Linked DNA regions of Mus musculus: region 1 is linked to region 2. Evidence: chromatin contacts called from public promoter capture Hi-C data. All regions are on one chromosome and are shown on one strand. The core of a region is the stretch at or near the end of the contact, and the rest is flanking DNA. Distances in the headings are between cores, read along the strand shown.

Region 1 (2,700 bases), core at 46-2,545, 52 kb after region 2:
GCTGACTGCCTTATTACTCACATGTGCCGGCACACAAGACACAAGGGGAAGAGGAGGACTAGGAAGAAGGAAGGGATCAGCAGGAGGAGGGAGGAGATGAGAGGTTATGAGGTGAATATGATCACAGTATAGTCACAATACACATCTATAATGTTCATCTATGAAGCTGTTAATTAAAAAATCAATACTTCCCTCTTTATTTTGCCACTATGCTATCTATCGCATACTTTCCTTAAATGCTTATTTTATAGGTTTTTATAACTTATTTTTGATGAGATATGTATTTGTGATGGGGGTGGATAGAGGTGCCATGGTGCTTGTGTGTAGAGATCAGAAGACAACTTTAGAGAGTCTCCTCCTCCTCCTCCTCCTCCTCCTCCTCCTTCTTCTTCTTCCTCTTCCTTGTTTTCTTTTTCCTCCTCTTCTCCTCCTCCTCCTTCTCCCTCTCATTCTTCTTTTCCTTCTTCTTCCTCCTCCTCCTCTCCTTCATCCCCTTTTCTTCCCCCCTCCTCCTCTCCTCTCCTTCCTCTTCTTCTTTGTGGTGCCTCAGTTTGAACAAAAGTGCTCACATAGGAGCAGCACTACTTGAAAGGATTGAGACACGTGGCCTTATTGGAGGAAGTGTGTCCTTGAGGGTGGGCTTTGACGCTTCAGAAGCTCCAGCCAGGCCCAGTGGCTCTCTCTCTCTCTCCCTCCCTTCATGCTGCTTGATGATCCAGATATATGACTCTCAGCTCCTCTCCAGTGCCATGTCTGCCTGTGGAGGGTCAGGCATTCAAGGCCAGTCCTGGCTGTATAGTAGTTTGAAGTCAGCCTGAGCTACAACAGACTTGATCTCAAAAGCACCACAACCAAACCCAATAGATAGGGGCTGGAGAGATGGCTCAGCGGTTAAGAGCATCACCTGCTCTTCCAGAGGTCCCGAGTTCAAGTCCCAGCAGCCACGTGGTAGCTCACAACCCTCTGTAATGGTGGTCTGATGGCCTCTTCTGGTGTGTCTGAAAAGAGCAATGGTCTACTCATATACATAAAATAAATGAGTAAATGTTTATTTAAAAAAACCAATAGATAATAAAAAATAATAACTCAATGACTTGTGGGAATCCTCCTGTCTCTACTTTCCATAGAGATTGTGAAGATTACAGGAGGGACCATCATGCTCTACTGGGCTGCTGCAGGGTGTAGCTAAGGGACTGAGCCCCTGCCTGTCATGCGTGAGGCTCTAGAGGGACAGAGACAGTAACACACAATAGAGTGTTCCTGCTGACACAGGCAGCTGGCACACACGCCCAAGCTTGGCAACAAGGAGCCCCTTTCACGATTTTATGTGAGTTAGAAAGAGCGGCTTCTTCCTTCCTTCCTCTGGGCAGGCAGCCCATGACCTAACCACACTGGTTAGCATTCAGCCCTGTTTACCAGACTTTGTTGGAGTTTGTGGGCAGGGTGGTACTGGTCCAACCTTCCTGGTGGCCCGGGTTATCTGTTGGGTCACATTTGAAACATGAAAGCATTTTCAGTTAGGGATGAGGGCTTTGGAAAAGAGGAGGAAGGGGCGTGGACAATCTTCTTCTCTGTGGCCTTCCTGTGATGTGTGGGCACAGGTCCACATTGCAGGATCACCCACAGCAGGGAGCCTCCAAGTGTTTCAGTAACAATTGTGCTTCCTAAAAATCGGCCAGTTGGCAAGCAGGGGGCTGGGGGTGGGGACTGGGACAGGGACTCTTACTACTCACAGTTCCTGAATTATATGCAAATCGCACCTTGGAAAACCCAACAAATAAACAGGAAACGTGGAGTTAAGTAACAAGAGGTTGATGGACTTCGAGGAAGTTTATGTGACCCCTACCCAACCCCACCCCCACCCGCGCAAAAAAAAAAAAAAAAATTGGCTGCAAAGCCTAGGTTCTGTGAGGGTAGCTCCCTTGTGATCTTGAGCAGGGAGCAAGCCTTCAGGGAGGTCAAGGCGGTGGGGAGAGGGATGGGGCTGGAGAGGACTGCAGATGTGGCATCCTTCTTCCCCACAGCCCAGCCCCGCTTCCTTTGTGTGTGTATATGTGTGTGGTGTGTGTGGGCGTGTGGATGTGTTCCTGATTGTGAGCACACGTGTGCATGCAGGTGCCTGTGCACGTGTGTGTGGAGGCCAGAGGTCGCTGTCAGGTGTCTTCCCTCAACCACTTCACCATCTTATATTTGACCCAGGGCTTCTCACCGCACCTGGAGATTTCAGGCATCCATGGCTACACCTTTAGATAAAGAGATGAGAGATGGGTAGGAAAATGAACTTTGTCTTCTAGAGGGGGGGGGGAAACCTCTTCAAGCTAAGAGATAATTCAGACTTTCTTTATATAATAGAGAGGCATAGAGAGACCCTCATCGGAGAGACCACCAGCCCAGCTTCTCTCACTACCAGCAGTGAGAACTGGGCTCCCTGAAGACAAACAACCAGAATTCGGGATTGTTATTTAATTTACAAAAATGTATGTGTATGGGTGTTTTCTCTGCATGTGTGGCTGTGTACCTCCTCCTTACAGTGTTTGTGGAGACCAGAAGGAGGTGGTGTTAGAGCCCCTAGAACTGGAGTTAAAGACAATTGGGAGCCACCATACGCGTACTGGGATCTGAACCTGGGTCAGGAAGAACAGCCAATGAGTGTGCGTCACCTCTGAGACATCTCTCCAGTTCTGCTGTTGGAAGGGCTGA
Region 2 (2,700 bases), core at 163-2,662:
CATTAAATTCCATCTTCCATCATTTAAAAATTAAGGACCGTTCATGAATTTCCGTGTCATGCTTGTATAGGGGCCGCATTAGTCTTCTCTGTATCTTTCCAATTTTAGTATATGTGTTGCCGAAGCCAGCACCACTCCACACAGATCTTGACATCTTCTGTGTGTGCGTTTGATTTCTTTGTGTTGCTTTGGGGCGGGGAGAAGGACTGGTTAGTTGCTTGGGTTTTGTTGTCTCACTGTGTAGCCCTGGCTAGCCTGGAACTCAGAGAGATTCTCCTGCCTCTGCCACTCGAGTGCTGGAACTAAAGACCTGTACTCCTAACAGCAAGATAGTTGGTTGGGGTTTTTGTTTGTTTGTTTTGTTTTGTTTGAGACAAGGTCTCAAGTTCAACTACGATGCCAAGGAAGGCTGACCTTCAGTTCTTTATCACCAGAGGCTAATTACAGGTGTGTGCCACAAACCCCGAGGTAATCTATAAAGTCAGATCTCACCATTTAGCGAATACTAAACGGCAGACACAAGCTCCTATAATCAGAAGACAAAGTGAGCCACACGCAGGCCCTGAGGTACAGGATCCTCAGAGAACGGAGCCACCCACCCCCAAACATCCAGAGTGACTGAGCCAGAGGGAAGCCAAGAGCAGGCAGGAACAGGTGGGACTCAGGTGGGAAGAACAGCAAGAAAAACAAGGACCATCTCTCCCTGTTCTCAAGCATTCTACTGTGTGTGACCTGTCCCTACAGTGAGTGCCACACGAGTCTGGACACACCTCCATCCTTCTCAGCCACTCAGTTGTAGGCCAGCCGGGCGGTGGCTGGGAGAGGGGGTGCTGAAAAGAATTGCCTGGCCAGAAAGGGAGCCTGGGAGCGTTGCTCATTGGGCGGTGACCTCGTCTCTTGGCACAACCCGGCAACCACGGAGCGTGGCTGGTCTGGTAGGTTGGGCGTCAGGCTGGCTCCCTCTGGCCTGGGCAGCTTAACCGAGCATGTCCGTAAGCATGGCACCGGAGGTTGAGGGGTAGGCACCGATAGGATGACTCAGTGGGCTACATATGCGCGCACCTGTCCTCTTGGAGTTAGGTTCTCCCCTCACCCAAGAAAAGAGAGGTCCTCGCTCTCTTTTCGGAATAGTTTCTCGGAAAGTCAGGACCCTCTGCTTTGGATGGAGAGTCAAAATCCCGGGGCAGCAAACATAACTGGGGTTCCCCAACCCGCTCCCCTTGCCTCTTGCTCGTCCCCGCCTCAGTCCCTACCTCTCATGGCTCTCCGGGGCGGACCCGGGCGTCAGGCCCCGGCTTGGGGCCTCCTCGGCGGCGGGGCGCGGGAGGGGAGCGCAGGCGCCGGCGGGGCTCGGGTGTCGGGAGGCGGCTCCCGCGAGCAGCTGTCGGGGGCCTGTTCCGGGGAGAGGAGCCAGCGCGGGGCCGGATCGCGCCCAGGCGCCGCCTCCCCGCGCCCGTCCCCCGCCGGTACTCCCGCCCCGGCGCCCGCGCTCCCACGCCCGGCGCCGCCCCTCGCTCCTCTCCTAGTGCGGTACCCGCCCTGCAAGTGCTCCCCAGCGCGTAGCCTCCACTAGGTGATCCGCACGCCCATCCCCCGCCACCCCGATGCTGGGGTACAGCAGCACCATCAGGGGCCCGCTAAGCCCCCTAGGGACCCCGCGCGGTGGCTCGGGGGTGGGGAGAGTTGGCGCCGTCCCTCCTCCCCTTTTTCTGGGCTCGGTTCCTGGAGAGAGGGAGAGAAGCACGGAGAAGCGGCCCCAGGGCACGCAGGAAGGAACGGGTTCCCACAGGCCCAGCACCGGAGCGAGAGCTGCAGCCCGGCTGGGGGAAGGGAGCCGGGCTCACCTGTCTAGCCAGACCCTCTAGGTTCACACTCCACCCCATTTGTCACCATTTGGCACACACCCCTCCTCCGGATCCCAACCTAAATCACTCCCCCCATCCCCGCGCGCCCCAAGTCTGAGAGCCGGTCACACTCTTTTAGTCTCAACTTTTTTCTGTTCCCTTCTTCCAGAACCTCTCCCCAGCTTGGCAGCTCCCTCCTGTCTTCTCAGGATCCCTGAGATTCAAACCCCCAAGCTCCGGATCCCCCTGGGATCCCTGCTTCATCCAGGCTAACTCTGCAGTCTTTCTCAGGCAAGCCTCCCTCAGTCCCAGTCAGTCAGCTCGGTCCCTGGTGGAAGCCGCAGAGTCTGGCTTCTGGCAAGGAGAAGGGCAAAATGGAGCCAAGACGAGGTGGGGGTGGGGGAGGAAGATAGATAGGCGCCCTGAAAAATAAAGACACTGCCCAAAGCACAGGAACGCATGACCCAGGGATACAAGGAGACAATGAACGGAGAGAGCTGCTGAGCCATGGACCGGAGAGATAGAGGCAGGGAGGACAACAGAGCTAGTGTGGGAGTGTGGGAGGTGTTCCGTCCCATTCAGCACCACCTGTCATTCCTACCTCTCTCCAACGCCACCCCCCCCCCCATACCTGCCAAGTCCCCGGATAATGTCAGGTCACAGTAAAGTCTCCGGTCTCACCACCCGGTTACAAACACATCCCAACTGACTCAAAACTCACACCCAAAAAGCATTTCCAAAGAGTCTCAAGAAAGACACGAAGTCCAAACAAACCAAGACAAGTACACACAAAAAACCTACCAGGAAGATAAGCTGCCCCTAGGGAGAAGCCAAGGCAGGCTGGGTCTCCAGTTTA

What was found. Promoter capture Hi-C pulls out the DNA fragments that hold promoters and counts their contacts.
Region 1: a promoter capture Hi-C map of the HPC-7 cell line shows a contact between it and region 2. The contact joins the enhancer-like site here to the promoter of Ddr1 in region 2. A contact is called at or near these places in 5 of 39 promoter capture datasets (the C10 cell line, the HPC-7 cell line, cranial neural crest and 1 more), 1 of 15 datasets of contacts at CTCF or cohesin (CD8 T cells), 2 of 484 Hi-C or Micro-C datasets (CD8 T cells and embryonic fibroblasts), 6 of 115 datasets of contacts at active chromatin or transcription factors (embryonic fibroblasts, embryonic stem cells, epiblast stem cells and 2 more) and 3 of 9 other capture datasets (adipose tissue, liver and pancreatic islet).

What each region holds. Positions count from the first base shown.
Region 1 is chr17:35,751,071-35,753,770 of GRCm38.p6, forward strand. No RefSeq gene overlaps it. Among named protein-coding and RNA genes, the nearest start is that of 4833427F10Rik, 20 kb to the right of the region's middle. Within about 2 kb of position 1,296, at least 117 of the 459 cell types and tissues checked have an H3K27ac peak or open chromatin away from gene starts, as enhancers often do. A contact at or near this core is called in CD8 T cells, the HPC-7 cell line, adipose tissue and 1 more, where this site is marked.
Region 2 is chr17:35,699,178-35,701,877 of GRCm38.p6, forward strand. It overlaps Ddr1 (discoidin domain receptor family, member 1), which reads right to left and starts at 1,413. Exons shown (of 18, transcript NM_001198833.1): 1 at 1,254-1,413. LOC115488883 (a small nuclear RNA gene) reads right to left here and starts at 132; the gene lies at 26-132.